Linked DNA regions of Macaca mulatta: region 2 is linked to region 1. The links are chromatin contacts, called in public Hi-C maps. All regions are on one chromosome and are shown on one strand. The core of a region is the stretch at or near the end of the contact, and the rest is flanking DNA. Distances in the headings are between cores, read along the strand shown. Region 1 overlaps PRKCH (protein kinase C eta). Region 2 overlaps PRKCH (protein kinase C eta).

Region 1 (5,863 bases), core at 1,450-3,949:
TCAAGATGGGTCAGGAGCTACTCTGACAGACAGCAGGAGATTCCACCAGTTAGAAGCAGGAGTTCTCACAAGTAGAACAGGTTTCCTTCCGCATTTTTGACCCAAGCCACCCATTGTGGTGGAAAAGCCAGATTTAAACACGGTCTTCAAGTGCTGTCCACTTAGGGCAGATGTGGTAAGACACTGGACCTCAGAACAGGGTTTTACAAACTGCAGGTTGAAACTTTTTAAAGACACATGAAAGCAACTTAGTGGGTTGCTTTCATTAGGGAATTCTTTTTTTTTTTTTTTTTTTTTGAGACAAAGTCTCGCTCTGTTGCCTAGGCTGGTGTGCAGTGGCATCATCTCAGCTCACTGCAACCTCTGCCTCCCGGGTTCAAGTGATTTTCCTGTCTCAGCCTCCCATGTAGCTGGAACTACAGGCATGTGCCACCACACCTGGCTAATTTTTGTAATTTTAGTACAGATGTGGTTTCGTTGTGTTGGCCAGGCTGGTCTCAAACTTCTGACCTCAAGTGATCTGTCCATCTCAGCCTCCCAAACTGCTGGGATTACAGGTGTGAGCCACCACACCCAGCCCACAACAGGGATTTTAAAGTAGAATAGAAACAGAACAGAAAATATGAACATGCTACAGGTAGTAAGGAAAAGTACTGCTTCATGCAACTTTTGTGTGTAGTTTTGTATACATATAAAAGGGTATACTGGGTTTTAATGTAAAGATGTATTCCTTACTGTGTCACAGAGAAACAGTTTGAAAAATGTGGCTTTAGAGGTTATTCGTTCCTTCTATACACTGCTGATGGGCTGTTATCATTTATTCATGGCGGATGCTTAGATACCTCCCAGTGGTAACCAACTCATTACCTTAACAGCTGGCCTATTCCATTCCTGTATATCATAGACAGATCTTTCTCTATGAATACAAATGCAGCAAGACCAATAATTTCCACTGATTTACCTTAGTTTCGCCCTCTACAGCTCCAGTGGACACTGTCTCTAGCTAGTACCTCCATCCCAGTTTCTGGGAATAACACTTGAGCTTTATTTGAGAACTACCCCTCCCTCACATGTAGTCCAAATTGCTCATGTGGGATTCTGCCCCTAGCTCCAGAGTGGACATGTGACCAGGCCTAGCCGATTACAGCACTGACTGAACTCTGCACAGCTGGCCTGGGGCAGGCACATTCCTTCTCTCTGGCTAGCAGTATAATTACAACTCCCTACCCGGTATCAGCATCTACTGGTTCAGGTTTGGGCACAAAAATCCAAGTAGGTCCAACTAGGAATCCTGGATCTACAAAGAAGGGACAAGATCTCGCTTCTGCTAAACTTCAATCTGGAAGGACACAAACTTGGGAGTGTCTGGCACCCGTGTTTGTCCCCCCACTGAGCTACAGAATGAAGCCAACAAAGAGGGGAGAGCTGAGGGACAGAAAGAGAACCGCTCTTCATAACATCATTTAAACCCTTAGATCAAGCCTTGCTTGATTCTTTGGGATTTTTTTTGTTATTTGAGCCTACAAATTCCTTTTGTCTTAGCCAGTTTGAGTAGGGGTTTCTATCACTTGCACTCAAAAAACATATCTGAATTGTCAGCCAAAGAGAATAGGTCAAATATTTGACAACAATTATCACATCCCTCTATGCCTTCTAACATCTGTGCTATCTCCTGCAGTCTGCCTCCCTGCCTCCCACCAGCACTGAAACAGCTCCAGCAACTTTTATGACGTCCTACTGTCAGATACAAAGATATGTCTGTCTTCATCTCAGTTGTTCTCTCTGTCTTCCTCTTCATGAATCTCTCGTCCCTTACTTCCAGGGCACTACCCTTTCCTGGCCCTCCTCTCACTCCTGAGCCCTGTATTTACCCAGCAGTGCACACCAGAAGCCCAGCTCCTCGGCAGGTACATGCAATCGCTCTCAGATCCCAACACGTCCACTCTCGATGTCTCTCCTGGATCCACCCCCACTCCACTCCTACTGCCGTGGTTCATCTGGCCTCCCTGAACGGGCTTCTAGCTGCCTTCTATCTCCAGACTACTGTCCTCCAGCTGCTGCCAGTGATATGTTTCAAAAATTAAAATCTGACCATGTGGCTTCCTAACTTAGAAACCGTCAGTGTTTCCTCTCCTGTCCATGATGAGGTCCAAATTCTTGAGCACAGCACATAGCCCTAGACACTATACCCCTTCTTACCTTTCAGCCTAAGCTCTTCCCACCACTACAGTTGCATACACCAGCATCCTCATCTCTTAATTCCTGTACACTCTCCAGGGAGGTATGTTATTTATTCTGAGAGAGCAACCAAACGCATTATGGGTCAAGCAGCACACTGGGGAATATAGTCAAAATTATGAAAATTACACATTACTCATCTGTAGCTTATTGCCTAGTGATTTGGGGTATGTGATCTTTCTGGCTGGAAACTCCTTTCTTCCTTTTCATACTTGTCAGACTCCAATTTGTCCATCAATTCAAGACCCACCTGTATAGGGGGACCTTCCCAGACCTCTTTCAGACAGGTGGGCAACTCCACACCTGTTATGAAGACTACTGCTAGAACCCACATCATGTTGTAGTCATTATGCCCTGTCCCCAAAGGAGAGACCCTACCTTGCATATAAGGGGACACAAAATGGTTTGTGGAACAAATGAGTAAACAAGATAAGACCTGGGTATCTCAAACTCTCAGCAACTTCATGTAGGACATGATTTTCTCCTCCTTCACCATTCTGGTCAATTTCCTCCTGACATGCCCCAATTTCTCCACACCCCCATTAAAGGGTGAAATCAGCCTGAGTGTGAAATCAACCTGACCTTCACGAGTGAGAGCAAGATTATCACTAATGTTGATCTTCACAGCGACAGTGCCCTTTACCAACGCAGCGAGAATACACGGGCGCTCTGAGAAGCCCCAGTGGCCCAGGCTGAGCTTACAATGAACTAAAACCTCTGCATGTTTTCTAGGTGCTATAAGGCTTTGCTTCCCACATCCTGTGCTTGTGCAGTGGTTAGGCTCAAAACCTTCACAAAAACCTAAGTGCTTCTTTTTTTTTTTCTGCAATATTTTGGCTTGTTCCAGGTCACAGGGTTCACTGGATGGCAAATCCAGTCAGTTCATTCACTCCCCTTCTCAGTTTTATGGCTCCCCAAATCAGGGCCTCAGGAGACCTATGTCATTGGCTAATGTACTGACAGAGTGTCTAATAGGACAGAGCTGAGGTCAGAGTCTAGGGTAGCCCCACATAGAAATGAACACACTTAGCATTCTTACTCTAACAGTCACATTCAAGGAGCAATAAATACACAAACCCCCTCCCCTACAGACGACTTCTCTTGGTAAAAAGAACAACTCCTGGGCCCTTGTTGAAACCCAGATAACAGTAGTCTTTTTAAAAAATGTGATTCTTATACACAAACAGACAAATGAACAAAAGTATAAAAACTCAGTGTCAACAAATGGTGCTAGAACAATTGGACATCCATACCCAAAATAATGAATTTCAACCCATACGTTGTAACTTATACCTAAATTTACTCAAAACAGTTCAGAGAACAAAACACAAACACAGTTTCAGCCTTTAGGGTTCTCTATGTTGTTTCTACCACTCTGCTCTACACTTTAGAGTCCCCGAAGCTCTATCCTGTGCCTGGTTCGCAGCAGCCACTCAGGAAAGCATTTCTTGGCTGAATGATTCCCAACATGCACCCTCACAGCCATCTAACCCTTGAGTTCTCATGCCAAGTAACCCCTTCCTCAAAGAGTCATCAGTGTTGAACTCACATGAATCAGCGCTGCCTCAAATACTACACCTCCCTGGCTGAACTTATCCCCTATCTCCCACAATGTGGCTGAGTAATAGCAAAGACAGAGAAGACCTGGATCCTGGTGCTCTGTCCTGACCAGTTTGTGACATCAGGAAGGCCATTCAACCTCTTTTGCCAAAGAACCACAGACAGGGATTAAATATAAGATTCCCAGGCCCCACAGGTGATCTACTGATTTTAAATTTTCTGGGGCAAGGGAATGGGGTCTAGGCATCTGCTGTTTTTAAAAGTTCTGTGGGTGACTGTGATATAGCCAGACCACGGACCAACATCTGGGAAGCCTGAGCTAGATTCTAAGGGGCCAATTCCTGCTTTAAAGGGCTCCAATTCCATGTTTTCTCCTAAAGCTTCCAGTGGTCATCACTGAATCACTAGAACCATGTTCTTCTGCATTCCCAGGCTTAAAATCCCGGAGCCACTCCGACTCGAGGCACCGTGACCATCTGTTTTTCCTTTTGTTCCCTCCATCCCTCTAGGATCCCTGTCACTGCAGGCCTCCTCCCCTCATCCTTTCTCCTGCAGTCATGGGACACCCCACCAGAAACAAACAGCCTTTTCTAAAGTGCTATTCTCATCAACTTCCCCCTCCAAAGCTTCCACTGGCTTCCCAGAGTCTTCAGAATAAAACACCCTGCTCCACGTGGCTTTCAGGACCACTTGGGCTCCCCTTTTGCTGCCTTCCCACTAATCTGTCCAAACTTTGTTTTCAAAATTCCCTTCCTTCCATTGTCACTTTAGGAAGTTAAAATATAAAAAGAAGAAAAAAATCCCTTTTTAAAACCTGCTCTCCTAGTCAGGCCCGCCTCCTGGCTCTATCACTCAGCCACGCGTTTGCTTATGCCATGTTCTCTGCCTGGAAAGCCTGTCTCTCTTCACTGCATCTATCCATCCATTCATTTGAACCTTTACTGAATGACTCCCAGGGCCGGGACAATTGCCAGGTACTCAAGACTCCCCAGAGGAGCTCCCAGGGCTGCAGGTTGGATGGGTAACCGAGCACAGAAGATGACACAGCTTCAGGAGCAGAAGGAAGAAACTGGTGCCAGGATTTGATATTCACACTGATCCCTCCAGTCTCAAAATTCACATCTCAACTATTATTATCTTAACACTTATCCATACCTTGAACAATTACTTACGTTTTCATACATGTATCTCATCACTTGCAATAAGTCTGTAACCTCCATTCCAGCAGGATCTGATACTATGTTCCCAAGGAGCCTAGCAGAGTTCCTTGAACCAAGTAAACACTCAATACATATCTGTTGAGTTGACCTAAGAACTAAATAAGGTCATCTGACCACCTCAATTTCCTCACCTATAAAAATAGGAATGGTAATATTTACTACAGAATAGTCTTACATGATAGCACTTTGTAAAAAACAAAAGCACTCCAAGATGGCTCCAAGGAATACTGGTGACATATGGATGACAAGGGCTCACTGCTTAGAAATTATACTCTGTTAGCTTGATGTACCCACCGGATCCCCAGCACAGCCACTCCTACACCCTCAGCCAAAGTTTGCTTTTCCTTGGCATCGCTTTGCAGGAGTTGGGCAAGTACTTATATCGCTGGCTAAGTCTCCTTGTCCATGAAACAAGAGTTGTCTAAAAATATTCTAGCTCTAATGTTCCATGATTCTAAACAGGCTTGGATAAAAGCCTGCACAAAGGACTCAAGAGAAACATTCATTTAATTAACTGGTAATAATTTACAACCATTTCCCTTCACAAAAGCCATTAGAATTGATCACAGACAGGAAACTTCTAGCTACATAACATTCATTTCAGCCTGGAATAAGCAGAGGGATCTAGCATATTAAAAGAAAAAAACAATTTTGGGGGCAAAGGTAGAAGGTTCATCTAGACTCTATGGGCTTTGAGCAAACCTCTGTTAATAAAGAACTTGACAAAATCCAATTCTTGGCTGGATGGCTCTTTTCTATGGCTTTCCTAAGTCTTACTCTAGGGATAAATAATGAACCTAAAAACATGACAAAGCATTTCATGATTCTCTTCCACCTGAAATTAT
Region 2 (5,863 bases), core at 1,147-3,646, 69 kb before region 1:
TCAAAGAATAAGTAGAAAAAAGAAAAAAGGGGAAAAAAAAGGAAAAGAAAGAAAAAAGTCCTCCTTCTACTTTCTATTACTTGTTGCCCATGCTCATTATTTCTTGTCATATAACTGTAACTACAATCTTATCTGTGAAACAAATTGCTATTAAAAATGTGATTTTAGGCCGGGCGCGGTGGCTCAAGCCTGTAATCCCAGCACTTTGGGAGGCCGAGGCGGGTGGATCACGAGGTCAGGAGATCGAGACTATCCTGGCTAACATGGTGAAACCCCGTCTCTACTAAAAATACAAAAAACTAGCCGGGCGTGGTGGCGGGCGCCTGTAGTCTCAGCTACTTGGGAGGCTGAGGCGGGAGAATGGCGTGAACCCGGGAGGCGGAGCTTGCAGTGAGCCGAGATCACGCCACTGCACTCCAGCCTGGGAGACACAGCGAGACTCCGTCTCAAAAAAAAAAATAAATAAAAAAATAAATAAAAATAAAAAAAATGTGATTTTAGCCAGACACAGTGGTTCACACCTGTGTAATCCCAACACTTTGGGAGGCCAAAGCGGGAGGATCACTTGAGCCCAGGAATTTGAGACCAGCCTGCACAATAAAGTGAAACTCCATCTCTACAAAAAAAAATTAAAAATTAGCCTGACATACTGGCGCACACCTGCAGTCCCAGCTACTCGGAAGGCTGAGGTAGAAGGATCACTTGAGCCTGGGCAGTCGAGGCTGCACAGAACCATAATTGTGCCACTGCACTGCAGTCTGGGTGACAGAGGAAGACCCCATCTCAAAAAGGAAGGCAGGCAGGCAGGAAGGCAGGAAGGCAGGCAGGCAGGCAGGCAGGCAGGCAGGAAGGCAGGAAGGCAGGAAGGCAGGAAGGCAGGAAGGCAGGCAGGCAGGCAGGCAGGAAGGCAGGAAGGCAGGAAGGCAGGAAGGCAGGCAGGCAGGCAGGCAGGCAGGCGGGCAGGCGGGCAGGCGGGCAGGCGGGCAGGCGGGCAGGCGGGCAGGCGGGCAGGCGGGAAGGCGGGAAGGCGGGAAGGCGGGAAGGCGGGAAGGCGGGAAGGCGGGAGGGAAGGAGGGAAGGAGGGAGGGAGGGAGGGAGGGAGAAAGGAGAGAGAGAGAGAGAGAAGAGGGGAGGGGAGGGGAGGGAAGGGGAGGGGAGAGGAGAAGAGGGGAGGGGAGGGAAGGGAAGGGGAGGGGAGAGGAGAAGAGAGGAGAGGAGAGAGAAAGAGGAGAGAGAAAGAAAGAGAGAGAGGGAAAGAGAGAAAAAGAAAGGGAGAGAGAAAGAAAGAAAGAAAAAGGAAAAGAAAAGAAAAGAAAGGAAAAGAAAAGAAAAGGAAAAGGAAAAGAAAAAGAAAGGCAGGCAGAAAGGCAGTAAGTCTGTTGATTGTATTTGCTTAGATTAGGAACTTTGATGAGACCACATGCTCTCATTTGGGCTCACCACATCTGAACAACTTCTAAATTACGATACATGGAAAAAAAGTCTCACCGAGGTTGGAGAAATATTTCCGGGTTGGAGACCCATCCCCGCCAGGGTCTTGGCGAGCTCCACCGCATTTACCCCACAGTTAGGGGCCACGTTCGCTTGACATCGAATGTGCACATTCATTTTACATACTAGAGGGAAGAGGAAAACAGAATCCACGTTCAGAAAGGAACCAAGTCAACACGTGCTGCAACAGAGAACTTTAATAGCCTGAAAGATTATGACAGAGGAATTATACCAGCTGAACAGTATCATTTTCTCATAAAATTAAGCTCACACTAATAACAGTTCCTGACGTTTTATCTGTTTCTGTTTTCTGGAGAAGCAGAAAGCCAGGCATACTAAAGAATAATAGATTTTAAATACATTTTTTTCACCATGATTTGATGAAACCCATTCATCTAAATCACATGTAACAGTCATTGCTGACTTAGTAAGTTCTAATATAAAGATTAAAATGTTTATCACAGCGTCAATTTGCAGGCAATTAAATAACAAAGAATCATGTCAACTGTATTTTTTTCTGTCTCTCAATAGTGAAATAAAAGGTAGCAGTTTGAATGCCACATGTAGATCACTGTTCAAACAGGATGGAAATGGTGTTTCTACCAGAAAAACCTCTATCTGCAGCTTTCTTTCTCAGTATTGTGGTTGGGCAGCCCTCACAGCACAGAGATGGGCATCCTGTGAGCCTGTGGTTCTCAGCATTTGCAGCGTGTGGTTCTAACTGCTTCACAGTGGGGAAACGCAACTTTTAAAACTTTTTGAAGGTCAGAGTACAAATGGCAGTTGAAGAGGCGAGCAAAGCAAGCTAAGCTCCCGGGGCACAGGAAGCTGCCTGGGGACGATGAAGGATCTGAGGCATTGTCAGCTGGAATAAATTCTGAGACAGTTTTTTGACATGGGCCCCGCTGATGGGAGGTGAAACTGAAGCGACAAGCGACACATTCCTGTTTTATGGAGTCAGTCCATCTTGGAAGCAGAGCCAGGTTTTGTGGGGCCTGAATTTACATAATTTAGGAAGCCCTCTTTAAGAAAAAGAACACCAAATCAAGTAGAGGGCTTTGGAAGGTGCCCTTGAGAGAGAGGAGCCCTGAGACTTCATTAGCTTCATGGGAAACCCTCCCCCTCAGGAAGACAGGTGTAAGACACACGAGCCCACAGAAGCCTTTCAAAACCACCACGTGACCATAAAAGCAAAAATCACAGGGGCCGGATCGCCGCAGGTGTGCTACCCTCAGGCCACCAGGGAAGAGGACAATGTAGACGAGCCCTGTGCGTGGCTCTGCATATTAGCAACAACCACGCAAGGCAGAGGGACTTCCCACTGGGCATCTAGACCCAGGTGAGATCATCACGCTAAGATCAAGCTGCACCTGGACCAATGCCCTACAAGTTATCCACGAGCTGGCTACTGTTTGGTTTTATGAGAAAAAAATTATTAAATGGTGTTCTCCAGAGATAGAAGAATGTACCCTTCTTAAAGACAAGTGACTGGTCCCTTTTTGTTGACAGAAGCAGGCTGCATAAGTCCAAGCAGTCAATGGAAGTTGTCTGGCTATACTCAATGCCAGTTCTACCTCCCCATTGCTCTCCTCAACTGGCAACTTGGGGTGTGTCTGATAAGGAAGGCGTCAGGTGCACCCCACGGCAGACAGATCATTACATTTCCATGCGAGATGGCTCAAGGCCAACAGCTCCCTAACTCCTAGCAGGACAGGGATCAGCTCTCACCTGCTCAGAGCCTTTGCTAGGGCCAAAGCTCCGAACTCTCACTCCACTGGGCACAGCTGGTCAGATCCAAGCTCACAAGCAAGGCTTTATCTTCCTTCATTCTACCCCTGTCTCCAATCTCTATCAGAGTCCTCTTTCACAAGACCCAGGGCAGCTCTTCTTATGCTGTGACAACTCAATTCCTGCTGATTTCTGGTGAGATCATCAGATCCATTCTCCTGCCATTTCTTACTCTTAATCCAACCTTCTCATCTGGCCATCTTACCTCCTTACCTCCTCCTACCTTCCATTTCTTTGAAATTTTTATTTATTTATTTTCTTTTTAGTGTCTCACCTCACTCAATCATCTTCCATTTCTGACTAAGATCCCATCTTTTTCTCTTCCAGACACCTACTAAAATACAGTGTCTGGCCTGTATTTGTCAGCTAGCGAGCTAGATCATTGAATGTAACATTTGACTTCATGTCCTGTGGTTAGAAAATGTTGGCATCATATGAAGTTTTCTTTACATGCCTGACAAGAAACACGTAAGTTTAAAATGACTAAGATGTTAATTTACAACATATCTAAAATCATCGGTTCTAGGACACATTCTGAGCCCACAGAATTCTGAAAGCTTGGGGCATAGTGTTCCCATGAAGAGGTGGGTACCCAGCACCTCAGCATCTCACTTTTACACTGAAGTCCTTGTCGCATTATTCCCCAGAGCAGTGAGCCACAGTGATCGCAGAATGTTGGCACTTTGTAGTTGTGGATGCTGAACTTGTGTGGGATGTTGATCCCGAACCTCTGTTCTGCAATCTGTAAAAAAGGAAATAAAGGGACAAGTGCTAAAATGTCATACCAACATCTTTTGTAAAAACTGTAATAGGAGCCCATCAAATGCAAAGTGTTACTATGACACCTGAGCTAGGTATATTATTTTACTGTACTCGGCCCTGATTAATTACTCAGGTCTTACTAACCAGACTAAACACATTTTCTAATGAACAGGACAAGACAGAAATGTGGGAAACACATTTTAGATCATTCGCCATTTTGAGAAATAGAAATTAATATTTTCACTTCATCTTTCATATTCAGGCCATATTTCTCTCCTTGCCAATTCCCTAACACCCCCATCTATTTTCCAGAACCCTTTAACTTCAGGATTAAATGGGTCTTTTACACACTATATATACTTGCTATCACTATAAGTTCTTCCAGACATTGTGTCATGGGGGGAAAAATAAAGAGACTCAGAAGCCATGGAACCACAGAAGGAATTTATTCCAAAGTGACATTAAAGTAACTACTTATTCAGTCCTTCCAGCCTTTCTTTGCCTGGCATTTGCAATCTGACAATCTGAGTTAAATCTCAGTTTCCAGCAAATAATTCCACTAGGCATGTACTCTGCAGTTCATACCACAATTTGATGCTATAACAACAGATCCATGCATGACAAGGAGTAGGGTAATCATTACTCCTCTTGAAACTTCTCTGGCCTCTTTCTTGGAAAAGCTGTGGTTTATACCTCTAGGTATACTCTTTAGCAATCCTATATGTGTACTGTAAAGAACCATTGTGTTCCAGAGTCATTCTTCCAATGCGTCTGCAGACCTACTGCTAAGTGTCAGCAACACTCCATTTGCTTTTACCTCCAGAATTTAAAATGTATGCCTGTTGCAGATGAATGCAATATGAGTGGCAAGAATGATGCTGAAGCTTACACACACACACACACACACACACACACACACACAGAGAGAGAGAGAGAGACAGACATCTTCCCTGAAATTTCTTAAGAGGCTGGAGAAAGCCAGCAATCTTTTTACTTAAGAAGTGTAATTTACAGTTATTAACATATGTGTCACATCAATTTTATGTTGTTTAACTTACAAAAACTGTGTGAGGGTAACACTGATCCTGTTTTAAGACTGAGGCAAAGAGAGATTGTAGGCCTTGCCTCAGCTCATAGAGAAGATGGCTAACAGAGGCTGGATTCAGCATTCAAATCCAGGCTGTCAGATGCCAAGTTCAGGGCTCCTTTCACTCTGCCAAAAGTCTCTCTAAATGAGTAGAATCAATCCATATAGCTTATACTCAGCCAACCACTAATGGGGTCCTCGCAAAGGAGGGATGATGCCACATAAGTACAGAAATACAAATGCCATAATTAAAAAAAAGAGAGAGAGAGAAATTTCTATTCTAATACCACCCTTGGCTTCAAAGAATGTGGAAGGGAAATGGCAGGGGGAGGAAAGCAGAGGCTGGGGGACGGGGAGAAGGAAAGAGGGGGAGGAAAGGAGGGAGGGAGGGAAGGAGATGGCGGCACACAGCACACACAATATACATACACACTTAATCAGCAAACTGCTATCCTCTTACCTTTGAATCCACTTTGTTAATATTGTTTTGGCAAGTACAGGCTGTAACAATTAGATGATGGCAGCGTTTATGGACGACACAGGTGCACACTAGGAAATTAAATCCAGCAATTATACATTGATCAGAAGCTCACAGTCCAGCCAGTTACAGCAGAGTCAACCAGGGTTGCACCGTGCCAACAAGACTAGACTCGTCTGGCCCACATGACAGCAGCTGGTACGCCCATCCTTCCTATCGCCTTTGCCACCATCCTAACACAGACCTTTGCTCAGGCT

What was found. Hi-C and Micro-C count contacts between places; a contact is called where the count stands out from the background.
Region 2: a contact with region 1 is called in a Hi-C map of CD4 T cells, with 2.6 times the contacts expected there. The contact joins two enhancer-like sites. A contact is called at or near these places in 2 of 14 Hi-C or Micro-C datasets (CD4 T cells and blood).

The regions. Positions count from the first base shown.
Region 1 is chr7:134,489,382-134,495,244 of T2T-MMU8v2.0, reverse strand. All of the region lies in intron 1 of PRKCH (protein kinase C eta), which reads right to left. Among named protein-coding and RNA genes, the nearest start is that of PRKCH, 64 kb to the right of the region's middle. Within about 2 kb of position 2,699, at least 6 of the 40 cell types and tissues checked have an H3K27ac peak or open chromatin away from gene starts, as enhancers often do. A contact at or near this core is called in CD4 T cells and blood, where this site is marked.
Region 2 is chr7:134,557,879-134,563,741 of T2T-MMU8v2.0, reverse strand. PRKCH (protein kinase C eta) reads right to left here. Exons shown (of 15, transcript XR_013396298.1): 5 at 5,589-5,677; 6 at 3,892-4,021; 7 at 1,489-1,616. Among named protein-coding and RNA genes, the nearest start is that of PRKCH, 130 kb to the right of the region's middle. Within about 2 kb of position 2,396, at least 6 of the 40 cell types and tissues checked have an H3K27ac peak or open chromatin away from gene starts, as enhancers often do. A contact at or near this core is called in CD4 T cells and blood, where this site is marked.